Linked DNA regions of Zea mays: region 2 is linked to region 1. Evidence: chromatin contacts called from public Hi-C data. All regions are on one chromosome and are shown on one strand. The core of a region is the stretch at or near the end of the contact, and the rest is flanking DNA. Distances in the headings are between cores, read along the strand shown.

Region 1 (7,336 bases), core at 3,362-5,861:
ACCAACCGGTTCAGTTTCTTGGTTCAGATGTTAGATGTTGCTGGTTGGCCATGGCGCATGTAGAGCAGGCTCAGATCCTAGGTTTTTGGTCTGCTTGTTTGATGATGTTGCTCTGGATAAGCAGCTTTTTGGTCTGCTTGAGGAATTTGTACACACTTGGCAATGAAAAGATCCTTGGACTGAGTTGTCATTCTCGCTCATGTTTCCAGTTTTGTTTCGATTTGTAGTGCTCACATTTCAAAACCTGTGTTTTAACTCTACATATGAGGCTGCTGTATTACTGCATTGGCTAAACGGCTAAACCTACTACGTTCCCCACTTAAATGACTGAACGATCAATGTCGAGAGGTTCGACCGCCCCTCATGTGGGTTTCAGCCTATTTGGATAATGCTGAGAACTTTAAACGGCTTGTGTAATATCTTGCTGGTGCCTAACTTTAGTTGGGTTTTGCCTGTGAGTGTAGCCCTTAGTGGGTATATTGAATAATGTAAATAAATACTCACTTCATTCTAAGGGCGTCTCTAATGGCCAGCTATTTCACTAGCTAGTTTCACTCCTAAATTTTAATGACTAAATTTTGGTCTCTTTTCTAAAATACCAAACATGATGACTAAAATCGTTCCTTTAAATATGATTTATAGGGACTAAAGTTTAGTAGGGTGACTAAAGCAACTAAACATCTTTTAAATTTTAAAATGTTCTAAGATATATAACTTGTGCTATATGTGTAGTCTAGGTTTCATGAGTATATCATGTGTGATTGTATATATTGGTATAATCATTTCACCAAGAAACAATATTATTTGAATGTGGAAAGTATATATTATTTAGGGGTGTTTTGGATTGCTCTAGATTTTAGGTTCAACGAGTTGAAGTCTATAATATAAAGTTAAATAATATTATTGGAATGTGAAAAGTATATATTATTTGGAGGGTGTTTGGGACTACTCTAAATTTCATCTTCAACGTGAAGTTATAGTCTATAATATAATTTTAAATAGTTTTAAAATTATTTTAAATCTAAAATAATAAACAAAATAACTTATTTAAACGCCTTCTAAAAATTCACAGCTTCAATTTTACGATTTACTGAAGATCATCTTAATGATCTATTTCACCAATTTCACCAAATATTTTAAAGTTAAAGCAGTCCTAAACAAAGTCTTAAAATGTAAAATATGCCTTAAAAGGTAAAATATTTTAGTTTGATAGAAGCTAGGTGAGTACCTTATTTTCCGTCCTTTTTATGCCACTTGCGTAATTTCTTACCCTTCAATAATATTGAAGTGGTATAGAATACATTATGACATGTAAATATTTTATCCTTCTATACCATCTGCGTTGGTATGGAAAGGCAAGAAATTAAATTTGAGATGGTAAATAAGCCCTTCGAATGGAAGGGTAAGAATGCATTGAAGTGTCACATAAATAAGATAACGGATAAAATTAGTGTGCCATAGAGAGGCTTCATCGACGAAAATTGTATATAAACATGTTAATTTGGTTTAGACTCAAATCAGGTTGGTAAATTGCAACATGAGAAAGACACGTGGATATATAGGTAGTAAAAGCTGTTATTCAATTAAAATTTCTTGCAATCAAATTACTAAAAAATATGAAAAAAACTCAAAAAAATATAGATATACTTTATCGTTTGTTCTACAAATGTATTAAATTTAAAGTTCTAATTTATCCTATATTAAAAAAGGTATAGAAAATTCTATCAAATATGAAAGAGTAAAAAAATGATAGATTTTTAATATCTTTTAACACTAGATAAAATCAACCTTAAAATCTAATATATTAGTACATTAAATAATAAAGTATGTGTCGAGTACTCGGGAACCAGGTATCCGAAATAGGCCCTTCAAAAACGGCCAACTCCGTCGATTAACTGTGCGAGACAGACCAGATGACCAGCTCTCCGATGAGCTACTCCACCGACTAATTCTGCGAGACGGACAAGATGACCAACTCTCGAATGATGACTAACTCTACGATGATGATCAACTCTTCGATGATGAACTCTCTGATGACCAACTTCGCTGACCTACTCTGTGAAATAGACCGAATGTGACTAACTCTCGGATGATGACCAACTCTTGGATGATGACCAACTCTGACTACCAACTCTCTACCAATCAGCTCTAGTCGACCAATTCTCCGTCGAGCAACCCGGCAAGGCACAGATCTAAGTCCAACGCTACTGATCCACGTCAGCTACGATGAGACGTGTCACCATCAAGCCACGTCCGGATATACGCACATCACACCTAATGGGCATCGAGGTCTCTATAGTGACCCGTACATTGGAAGGACAGGACAGCGTGTCATACCAAGCGTGCGCTGGCAGGTGACGAAGGACCCATGATGACATGAGAAGCCGTGTCATATATCTAAACTTTCTTTTTTAATGGCTCTCGATGAATCGCGCATATATCTAAACTTTCTTTTTTGTGTGGAATTTTACTGCTGCTGTTCGTTGTGTGTGTGTGGTTCTGCTTTATTGGGGCTGTTGGGACGAATTGCGTTTTGTTCTCCTGGCTCTTTGGGATATGCGGACGGCAGCAGCTGCGACATCAAAATTAAAGCGACTTGATCACTCCATCCAACGATCGGGTTTTGTCGAGGGCTAAGCGCTTTTTCTTGAGAGCGGCTTCCACGTTGTAGAAAACAAAGTCGATTTATCAACAACGCGGTATATTTAATCGCCCTGTTTGTCACAGCATATTCATAGATTTAAACAAAAACTGTGTTAAATATGTAACTTCTACAACAGCTTATCAGTTCAGTTGTTTATCAGAATGAACTAAAAACAGCCAACAAACAGAAGCTGGTTTTCATCAAATAAGCTGTTTTTCCAACAAGCACAAGCTGTGTCAAACATAACCAATAAACGCTTTCTCATGGCAGAGAAAGGAGCCTGATTCTATATAAATTTGCTGGCATCTACTAATAGTTCAGGAAAAAGAAATGTTTATGCTATTTTTTTCTCATAAACTCAATCAAATTTAAACTAGCTTGAATCTGATCAAACCTAGAGTTGCATCGTTTCTAGGATTTATATGATGGAAGTGATATAAGCAAATAGCTACTGTTAGAGAGTAGAGGTTTCATTGGACGTTTTCTAGAACGTCATAGGAGCTTGTTTTCCCCCACTGGCCACTGACACCATTAATATGTACTCACACAAATGAAGAGTATAACAAAAAGAATATATTTAGGAAAAAAATTAAAACAACACGTAATTTAAAACGTAGAAACGATTAATTTAATGGCATTTATTCTGTATTACAAATGTCAGTATTTTTTTTATACAAGCTCGGTCGATGCTCCCACTACAAGAAGTATATATACTCATAAGACCAACTCCAGCAGACTCCCTCTCCCTATCCGTATTTAGCACGGCCAACAGTATACAACGAGACTCCGTATCCGTCCCCGTTTCCAGCAGACTCCGTATTTGCACTCCGCTTGCAGTCTATGACACCTGGGGCCCGCGAGCAGCCGCGGGCGCATGCAGTCTTGTGCGGAGAGGAGAGAGAAACCGTGGAAAAGGGGAGTGCAGGTACACGGCGTGTGTTTTGCGGAGACAGATGCGGAGGCTGCTGGAGAGCGAAATAGTAACTTAGAGCGTGTATAATATGGATACGGAGTGGGATAGCCAGTGCTGCTGGAGTTGGTCTAAACGAGCAGCTAGCTGGCCATGCCTTGAAAAGCAAGAGAAAAAACTTTGGATTCTGGCCTTACTTCACCTGTTCTGTTCTGTTCTCACCACTTGAGACTAGGCACATGCCTACTCTAAGCCCAAACGCATCTTAGGCCATTAAAACTAAGACCATAGTGTGATTAACACACTTTTGACGAACTGGTTGCTTCTACTGCTGTCTGCTGATCATTGTTCCCCTCCATCTCACCGTCTCATGTGTGCCAGCTTGCCCATCTCACAGATTCAGATTCAGAACTACAGAAAAAGACACAAGAGTTAGAGCCATCTATCGACTATCGTGCTTAGCTACTGATTCATAGTTTAGCCAAGACTGTCACTGCACAAGTCATGATGCTGATCTTCATTAGTTACAATCGGTTTGGTCCGTTCAGGCTTTTGCAATGGCTGCAGCAGAGGAGGAGGAAGAAGAAGAGAACGCAAGGTGCGCGTGGAGCGCGTGTAGGCGCATGTCCAACCGACCCGTCCTCCTGTCCTGCTCCTCCTCTCTCTTTTTCTCCATCCAAGAATACCAAAAAGAAAAGAAAACCAGTGCGTCATGCCATGCGTGCGTGGACTCACTCTCGTCTCTTTATGAAGGGAAGGAAAGTTCCAGGGGCCTCGTTCGTAAAATGCGGATACTAGAGCGCTTTCCTGCAAAAAAAAAAACTTGGTCCTTGGTGTCCTGGCCTGCTGCGTTGCGTGCAAGACATGCACCCCTCTAGCAGTTCTCTCTGTATGCTGATAGTTTGCCGCTTCATCGCAGTGGATCGTCAACGGCTATGCACATCTCAAGCTGAGTGACTGTAACAAGCTTAACGAACACGAAGCCTAATCAAAACGGTGCATGGAATTCTTGCCTTGTGGTGGATATCCTCGGCCCACCGCAATTGTCAAGAAACCGGAGGCCATAACGTGAAAAATCCACAAAAATCCAACCAACAAGCTCGTCTGCCCCCCCCACTCCACCTCTTTTTTTTCGATGACATGCCGTGTATAACCTCAATTTCTGTTCGCGTATAATCGTCGGATATCTCCCTCTCCTCAAAATACTCACAACCCAGAGATCTCACACCCACGACCACCACGAGGGAAAAAAAACAACAACAGAGGAGAGAGACTAGAGAGAGAGAGAGAGAGAGAGGAGCGTTGGAGTTTGGAAGCAGTTCCTGCGACCTGCGGCCGGAGCCCCGGGGCATATTCCTCGCCCGGAGATCCCGTACCCGACCCTCCCCTGATAAACAGACGCAAGCGTCAGGGAGGGAGGGAGGGACAGAGAGAGGTAGAGAGGGCCGGGGCGAAGGGGGCAAAGATGCGTTCTTGAGGAGCCTGTGCAGGGGAGGTCCAATCCAGAGGCCGCCATTCCTTTTCTTTTCCCCCCAACCTCTGCAGGCTCTTCAGATCCAGCAATCCGGCTTGTTTCTTTTGCTGGTAAGGAAAGCCCCATCTTGATTGATCCTGACGTCTCGCGGTGATCTTCCGTCAAAACCAAACCTTTCTTCCGGGGGGTGGCTGGCTGGTTGGATGCTTCCAGCCTTCCAGTTTGTTTTGCAGCGTGTTTCCCATTTTTTCCCCCGGGGGTCTGCTCGGATTTGTTCAGTTCGTCCAGAGAAGGATCGTGCAGCGTGTACCATATTATTGTCTATATATGTGGGGAATCTGATGGTTGAGTTCTGAATTGATAACGATGATAAGTTATTAATTCTAAGTAGTATTTGCTAGACATTCTTCCTTGTTTTAATTCCATGCCATGTATGTACGTTAACTAAATGTGTATACGTAATTAGCGTTTGGCTGGGGCCATTTTACAAGCATGTATTTCGTTTCTGTTGTGATTTCTTCTTTTGTTTTTCCCCCCCACTGTTACCGACTTGACTCCCATGCTCAATGATTTAGACTAAGAATGTTACTAGTGACGTTCGATTACCCATCTGTGCTGTTCCACGGCCTTGACACTATAATGGATGGGTTAGTTTATCATTTACATCAGTGCTATATATGATTCCTTTTCCCCGAAACAATTACATGTCGGTGTCAAGGGCAAGTTCTATTTCTCTATCCAAGTTGGGTGCATATTTATAAGTTTGCTGTGGTAGGCCAACTTTAGATTGAAAATATATAATTGCATAAGATGCATAACCTGAAGACTTGAATGTGAAGGTGTTTACTTTCTGTTTAAGTTAGACCTCTTATCAGAAATGTCATTCACCAATAGTTTTTCCATGTTGCAGATTGTTTGTTTGTGCATTTAAAAAAAACTAGTTCATTTTCCAGTTTATCAGGCATATAATTCAGAGCATTCATTATTTTAATGCTATTGTAATTTCTTGCATTATATAGTTTACTCATTTACATCCATTTTATTTTATCCATCGTGCAGGTTGATTTATACTCTATAGTGGTTCTCTACTTAGCATCAAGTCTTGGCATGGCAATGGCCTCGTAGCTCGCGGCTCTCTAATAGGAATAATTTTACTCAAAATGAAGCTATAGCGTCATGCTATCTTAGGTTGTTTGGACAGTTCCTTAGGATACTGAAACTGTCTTAGATAATGGAGATGATGTTCACTCAAACATTTCTCCCGATAGATATACAATTGTAATTACACCAGAACTGTACTTACAATTAAGAACAACATCAGCTGTAACATTAGTAGTAAGAAACAGTTCAGATAGTGTGAAGAAGTTCATCTGTTGGCCTGCTATTTCAGGTACTTTCACATCTAGGAAAAAGAATGATTTCTAATGTTATCTTGATGGAGTTCTTATTTGCCTCAATAATTGTGTAGATACTGTGTGTGTTCCTGAAACTTCATGGAGACTTCCATATCTCCACCAGGCACATCAAAGCAGTCAGCTGTCCGCAAACCTTCTCCTGGAAGCTCTCTTAAGGATCTGTGCCTTGTTTCCAAACAAGGGTCAATAGCTGAAGTAGAATCTGCTTTGGCCTTGTTGAAAAAAAGTGGTGGGAACATTGATGGTAGAAATGCATTTGGTCTTAGTGCCCTCCACCTTGCAACATGGAGAAATCATCTACCCATTGTGAGGCGACTCCTAGATGCTGGCGCTGATCCAGATGCAAGGGTATGCACTATTTCTTTTAGGATGCTTCCTCTGGTTATCTTTGCTTTGAAAATTATTTTCTTTTAGCTATAATCCCAGTAAGGCAGTAACAGCCTCAGCTGTATCGAACCACTACAGTAACAACAACAACAAAAAACTAAAATGTGGTTTTGTACAGAATATCATGCAGATAAACTCATTTTGATTATCAAAATTTTCTTTAGTTTGGTGCTGCTTGATTTTGCTTATTGACCTTTCAGTTGTGTGTAAATTCTCACTAAAATTTTCACTGTTGCAGGATGGAGAATCTGGCTGGAGTAGCCTGCATAGAGCACTTCATTTTGGTCACCTATGTATTGCTGGTGTTCTTTTACAGTTTGGTGCTTCCCTCGCTTTGGAGGACACTAAGGGCCGTACACCTGTTGACCTTATCTCCTGTCCAGTATCACAGGCCAATGGAGATTTTCCAGATGCAGGTAGCTTTCTTCTGCCCCAGGAAACGGTTCTCTTATATTGCGCTCTTGGCAATTTGGCTTGCTTTATGGAAGTTTTTTTTTTCATTTTAG
Region 2 (7,336 bases), core at 2,587-5,086, 430 kb before region 1:
GCGGGATCTGCGACGGCGACAGCGGCGACTCCTCGCTGGCGCTGCTCCGCGAGTCCCCGCGCCAGTCGTCCTGCACCTGCGCCGCGAACTGCAGGTTCCACAGCACGTCCTCCACCGACGGCCGCTGCTCCGCCTCCTTGGCCAGGCAGCGCAGGCAGATCTCCATCACCGTCCGCGCCGACTCGTCGGAGCACGCCCGGCTCACCGCCTGGTCCACCAGCGCCCTCCGCCGCCCCGGGCTCTCCGACGTCAGCGCCGACTGCAGCTGCACATGCATGAACGAACGTACGTGTCAGTCAGTCACTCATGCAATGCTATATAATATGGAACGTGCAGCAGTGGATGGATGCATGGACCAGCGAAAGGAATGCAACGCATCGATGTGTGGTGGTGGTGACCGATCACCTACCTGCTCCTTCATGACCTCCACCTCGTGTATGGACGTGATGGGCCTCCCGGTCACGACCTCGAGCAGGATCACGCCGAAATCGTAGATGTCGATCTTGTCGCCATTGGGGGGCACCCTACAGGATGGAATGGCAACAAGATCCCATCATGCGTTAGAAATCCCATAACAGCAGCTAGTAACCTTCGCCGCCGTACCGCACGTACGTACCTGCTGTCAGATGGATACTTGCTTCCTCCTCCTCCTCCTCCTCCCTACATCGATGCAGCAAACAGATGGGCGCGCAAACAGAAAGGAAGAAAGAAAGAAAGAACGAGAGCCGCACCGTTGAGATTGAGAATGTAGAAGAAATGGCTGGCGCCGGCTGCGTGCGTCATGGTTTTACCTCGGATTTGGCGGTCTCGGCGAGGATAGGGATGTTGTAGCTGCCGATCTTGGCGACGAGGTTCTGGTCCAGGAGGATGTTGGTGATCTTGAGGTTGTTGGCGAAGAGGCCCGGCATGATGCCCCCGTGCAGGAACTGGATGCCCTTGGCCACGCCGATGGCCGCCGAGATCCTCTGCACCCATGGCAGCTTCCTCCCTTCGGTTCCCTCTGAACCAAGAACACAAGCAGCGTCAGCCTCAGCGCGCCTCAGCTATGTATGATGATCGACGTCACGACGACGACGACAATGGCGACCACGAGAGGAACAAGGATGGCACTCACGCGAGATCCTGCTCCTGAGGTTCCCGTTGTGCACGTACTCGAACACGAGGTACAGCCGCGTGACGGTGGCGTCGTCGGGGCTGCACTCGAAGCAGTGCCCCAGGGCGCTCACCAGGTGCCGGTGCCGCAGCCTGGAGATCATCTCCACGTGCCGGTTGAACGCCTGCGACGTCTGGCTGCGCCGCACCCGCAGCGACCGGATCGTCACCGCCGTGCCGTTGCCGAGCGTGCCCCGGTACATCTGCCCGTGCGCGTCCTGCCCCATCAGGCGCGACACCTCGAAGTCGTTGGTCGCCGCCTCCAGCTCCACCAGCGAGAAGGACCGGTACGCGGGGACGCCCAGCGCGCCCAGCTTCACCGTCTGCGAGATGTACCGCGCGTCGGCGAACAGCTGCGACGGGTACGCGCCGCCGCCGCCGACCGACATGGACGACGCCGCGTGCTCCACCAGCCGCCGGGGCGGCCTGGCCTTGGCGCGCCTCACGGCCGCCCTCCGCGCGAAGAGGAACGCGGCCACGCCGGCGAGCAGCGCGGCGGCCAGCGCGGCCGCCACGGCGCCGGCCACGGCTCCGGCCTTGCCCTTGGCCTTGCCGCCGCCCCGCGCCTGCACGGGCACGATGCCCACGGCCAGCGCCTGGTTCTGGCAGAACAGGGCCGGGTGCTGCGTGCTGCCGGCGCCGCCGGACAGGCAGTTGGACGCCGCCAGGACCGTCACCTGCTTGGAGTTGGAGGACGACGGGAGCGTCTTCAGGCACGACGGGAGCGTCCCCGTCAGGAGGTTCGACGACACGTCCACGAACCGGAGGTTCTCGCCGCAGGACATGTTGGCGGCGAGCAGGCCCGTGAAGCGGTTTCCGGCGACGCTGAGGTACTCGATGGACGGGAGCGCGAGCAGCGCCGGCGGGAGCGGGCCGACGAACCGGTTCCTCGACACGTCCAGGCGCTCCAGGAGGTAGAGCGAGGCGACCTCCTCGGCGGGGACCCCGTTGCCGAAGCGGTTGCCGCTGAGCACGACGCTGGCCACCTTCCGCCCCAGGCGCGGGAACGCCGGGCCAAGCGAGTTGTTGGAGAGGTCCACCGCCTGCAGGTTCGTCAGCGCGCTCAGGTCCGGCACCTGGCCGGAGAGGTTGTTGCACGCGAGCGCCAGCGACCGCAGCGACCCCATGTCCCGGACGGACTCCGGCACCGCGCCCTGCAGCGAGTTGTTCCGGAGGCTGAGCACGGCCAGCGACGCCAGCCTCCCGAGCCACCCGGGCAGCTCGCCGGAGAGCATGTTGTCGTCGGCGATGAACGTCTGGAGGCCGCCCAGCCGGGATAGCCCCTCCGGGAGCTGCCCGTAGAGGTAGTTGCCGCTGACGTTGACGATCTCCAGCGACGCCAGCCGCGACACCTTCCCCGGCAGCGGGCCCCAGAGGCCGAGCCCGGTGAGCGTCAGCACCCGGAGGTCGGGGAGCCTCGTCAGCGTCGTGAAGAGGGCGTCCAGGTTGAACGTCTTGGGCAGCGGCGGGGCGCCGCCGGGGCCCATGATGTGGAGCTGCGTCACGCTGTCGCCGTAGCACTCGACGAAGGCGGAGGCGGTCTTGTAGTCCCCGCCGTAGCAGAAGTCGGTGCCGTTGCCCCAGGTGCGGAGCACCGGCGGGTAGCTGAGCAGCTGCTGGATCTTGAGCAGCGACCACGTCTGCGACGACTGCAGCTGCGCCGACTCGGGCACCATTGCTAGCACTAGCAGCAACGGCAGCAAGACGGCGAGCAGAGGATGCCTGCAACCGCAACTCCCTCGACCCATCCTTGAACCTTACTTACTTACGCTTGCTAGCTCTAGCTTGCCACACACAGAGAGAATTCTCCTCCTCCTCTCTCTTGGAATTCTTCTGATGATTGCCAGCTTTCTACTGCGCAACCGATGGCAGCGAGGCCAGAAATGATGAGCAAATGATCAGAAACGGCGAAAGAAACCTTTTCTCGACCTCGAGCTGGAACCGAAGAGAGTGGGAGTCTCCAGCCTCTTGGTAATCACCCACACATCTAGAATCTGGAAGAAAAGATTTCTAAGCTCTGAATGCAGTTACGCAGGGAGCCTGAGCCAGCAAAACGAAGGCAGCAACGAACTTGGGAACTCGCAGCAACGAGGTATAGTTATTGGAGATAGCTACTGGCGACCAGAAAAAAAAATGTCCAATCCTGCACTGCACAGGGGACGGATCTGAGTGGTAGACCGCCGGTTCTTTTCACCCCCTGGCAAGCAAGCAAGCAAGCACTGGATGCCAATGCCTCTCCCCTCTTCCACCCCCTCCTGCAGGCACCCCAGATTTGCTCCCTTTCTTCACGAACTGGCAACAGGGCTGCACAGCGATTGCACCGTCAGGTTAACCAAGCATCATCTCTGCTCGGCACTGTCACCTACTCCTCCTAGTACTACTAATCACCGTATTTTTTTTAAAACTCACCAGTTGATATGATTATTAGTAGTAATTCCAAGAAACCAGAAACACAAGTTCAGGAGCTTCAGTTATTACCTTACAGCTACAGCTACTGGAGCAGCACAGCGCCTCACTGCCAGTGCCAGTGCTGAAGGAACGCAGAGGTCAGCTTGCGAGGGACTGGGACTGGGAGAGAGCACGAGCTGGGGCAGCAGATGAACGCAATGCAACTGATGAACCGAGCGCTGTCTGTCTCTGAATGGAGTGGAGCACTGCAGCATCTACAGTCCATATTATTTTGCCCTTGGGGTTTTGTGAATGCTGGGTGGGAGATGATGGGATGGGATCATGGGAGTAGGGAATCGTATGCGCAGTGTGTGTGTGTGTGTGTCGGCTACCACTACTCTACTGTCGCCGAGCATCACGGGCTGGCTTGGCGCGTGAGGAAGAGGCCACAAAGGATTGAGCTGGACGACGGCGGTTGGCAAAAGGACAAGGAGGTGTGAGCCCGGAGCCATCTTTTCCCTCCCCCCTCCCCTCCCCTACCATACAAAAGCTCAGCGTTAGGAAGCAGGCAGGGAAATACGGTTGGTCTTTTGTAGGCTTTTCTTTAACCATTCTTTTTTTTTTGGCCCCTCCACAGCCGCTTTCCCTCTCCTTCAACCTGAAGATCTGGTAAAAGGTAGGCTAGGCTGTAACAGCATGTTGTTTTCTGGTAGGTTAAAATGGTTTTCACATTTCACTTTGGTGTGGCATCGCTTTCACTTTGGTGTGGCGAACATTTGCACGAACTGACCCTTTCAGTGACTTCATTCGTCGGCAAAAGACTGACGAAAAGAACGCAAATTTCAGGCACTAGACACGTACAAATACACCGTGAAATCTGGTAAGAGACACATGTAGATTTTTTTTTGGCAAGATAAAACTGGGATCTTGCAGAGCATGTGTGTGGTGTGCTGCTCCCTCACACGGGCTTGGCCGATGTCCGCTGGCCACGGCCTCGGCGTGCCCACGGCACTGACACCGACTGCATATATCCATCAGACAGACGACAATAAACAATCGCTGGGTTTCTCTTCTCCAACCACCGTACTACGTCCGATCGCCTCTAATTGGATGGACCCCCACCCCCCTCTCTTGTGAGAGTAGAACCAAATGGCGTGTATATTGGAAAGAATCTCCGGAGGCCACGATGCACAGTTCATGTGACCGCGAGTGAGTGAGACAGAGACAGAGACCATGGCAGAGGAGGGTAGCCTGAATGTGAACAACGCGAGGGAAGAGAGGAGAGTAGAGAGGATCCAAGAACAGCAAGAAGAGAGAGAGAGAGAGGGATGGCGAGAAGAGAGACGTGTTCTGTTGTTATTTCATAATTCGAGATGGATCCCCGTGTCGGGCGGCTAGCGCATGTATATATATACATGGGATGATAATTTGATTTATATTTGAGCAGTTTTGTTGTAAGCATTATTTAAGTAGAAAAAAACAAATGTCTAATAAGAAGAGACAGTAAGATTTATAGTTTTTAGACGCCAAGCGCATGTATAGGTTATGAACTAATACACACAACTTGAAAAATTTATGATTATGAAAAAGTATGGTAATTCATATAGACTGTTGGAAATACCTTTATGTCTCTAGCATTACTCACTTTAAATTTTTTATTAATACTCAGCCAATTTATAGTGGTCTCGTTGTTTTGTAAGTAATATAATGGGCTAGAGTTTGAAAAGCTAAGACTCCAAAGCAATCGTTTTAGGATTGGAGCAGTCTAAACTACGTATTTCCATCTATTAAGTGTATATATATATATATATATATATATATATATATATATATATATATATATATATATATATATATATATATATATATATATATATATATATATATATATATAGTTTATATATTAAGAGCTCTGAGCTTCCAATAATAGAGGAAGCCCAGGCTAGTTAATATGGGCATTTTGGTTGAACCACACCGAGTCAACAGGTCCTAGTCACGACGCCGTTACACCGTTTCCTCCGTCTGCCAGCCACCTCTCCCACGTTTCCTGTTTCTAAAACCGTAGTCGCGCAATCAACGGAGTCAAACCAGCGCCGATAGGAAGAAAACCCCAGCCGCGCAGATTTTCCTTTCGCCGGAGGCGACTCCCCAGGCGATTTCCGCGCCTCCAAACCAGCGCAGCGCCAATCCACCGCTGCTCCAATCCAGCGCCCTTCCATTCCAGTTTACATCCTTCAATCTCCCAGCATTGGAGCCCGATTCAAGAAGTTCCAGGTAATCCAACATTGAAATACACCGAGTTTGCCGTCGATTTTTTGAAGCCTATCGGTCGATTGAAGTGGATTTGATTGTAACCCTTATTCTCCAGCTAAATGTGTGATTTGTATCCGTTTAGACATCACTCTAATCGGGTCATTGCATCGCGCATTGCATCTCTTTTTTGTTTAGGAGCCCCGATATTAGGGCATATGTATTTATTCTATATCCTCACTATCGCCCGACATTCATAGATCTAGACAAAGGCTGTGGATTAGGTATTTACTGATGAGTTAGCAGAGAGTTCTCTTATACAACTCAAGTAACACATATATGCTTTTTGTATGTAATATATATGCATATCTTCAGTACTGTTTATACACATTCACTTGAGTCATTTGTTTACACATTTATTTTATTATATATGCATATAGTCAGTACTCTTTATGCACATTTACTTTAATGATTTGTTTTCACATCTATTTTATTATCAAATATGCTTATTTGTATTTGATATATATGCATATCCTCAGTACTGTTTATGCACATTCACTTGAGTCATTTGTTTACACATTTGTTTTATTATATATGCATATAGTCAGTATTCTTTATGCACATCTACTCTAATGATTTGTTTTCACATATATTAAGCATATTTAAGCAAATGTTATTTAAATATTCATGTTATTTGAGCTAAATGTTTTTATTACTATGAACCAGTTATTAAAATATGTTGTATAGTTAGTTGATGCAAAAAGGCTCTTATTTTATCCTGATCCATTTACAATTATATGAAATATTAAATCAATCTTTATGCTTGTATATAACCATTGTTCATTAAATGCTATCGCATAAATATAAAAGGTAGTTTAAGTTATGTAATTCCACTTAGCATTATATAGTATGCATTTCAGATAGTTATAGTAAAAATTAGTTCTTTTTTTGGCATATATTCATGCATAAATCAATGTATTTAAAAACAACTTCTTTTTTCTACAGATTTATTCAGTATTTAATCATGAAGTCTGTTGATCGCCCGCCCAGTAATCCAAAAAGATTAACCATTGAATCCAGTCAGGAGGTTTTTTCAATTGACATTTCCAGACGTACAAGATCCAGCAGCTCAGCTCACCAAGATGATATTCCCCAAAATCAGGAGCAGAATGAGCCACAACCAGCCCCAATCCATCGTTTTCGCAGAAAGGCTTTAGCTTGTCGTTTAAAAAAGAAAACTGTCGGGGACCATAATTAGGGGTACCCTCAAGACGCCTAATTCTCAGCTGGTAACCCCCATCAGCATAAAGCTGCAAAGGCCTGATGGGTACGATTAAGTCAGGGATCAGTCCACACGAGTGACTCGATCACGCTTCACCCGAGCCTAGCCTCGGCCAAGGGCAGCCGACCTCGAGAGACTTCCGTCTCGCCCGAGGCCCCCTTTTATGGCGGACACATCACCGGCTCGCCCGAGGCCTTGGCTTCGCTCAGAAGCAACCTTGACTAAATCGCCACACCGACTGACCAAATTGCAGGGGCATTTAAC

The links. Hi-C and Micro-C count contacts between places; a contact is called where the count stands out from the background.
Region 2: a contact with region 1 is called in a Hi-C map of leaf, with 8 times the contacts expected there. The contact joins the promoter of LOC103631987 here to the promoter of LOC103631979 in region 1. A contact is called at or near these places in 8 of 25 Hi-C or Micro-C datasets (bundle sheath, ear, endosperm and 4 more).

Annotation. Positions count from the first base shown.
Region 1 is chr7:7,792,495-7,799,830 of Zm-B73-REFERENCE-NAM-5.0, reverse strand. LOC103631979 reads left to right here and starts at 4,611. Exons shown (of 12, transcript XM_020540933.1): 1 at 4,611-5,138; 2 at 6,088-6,418; 3 at 6,497-6,791; 4 at 7,069-7,246. The coding sequence starts at 6,522. LOC100281110 (eukaryotic translation initiation factor 3 subunit 2) reads left to right here. Exons shown (of 8, transcript NM_001154029.2): 8 at 1-339.
Region 2 is chr7:8,218,760-8,226,095 of Zm-B73-REFERENCE-NAM-5.0, reverse strand. LOC103631987 (putative leucine-rich repeat receptor-like protein kinase family protein) reads right to left here and starts at 3,836. Exons shown (of 6, transcript NM_001330590.1): 1 at 3,631-3,836; 2 at 1,115-3,456; 3 at 792-1,000; 4 at 617-660; 5 at 410-524; 6 at 1-265. The coding sequence starts at 2,900.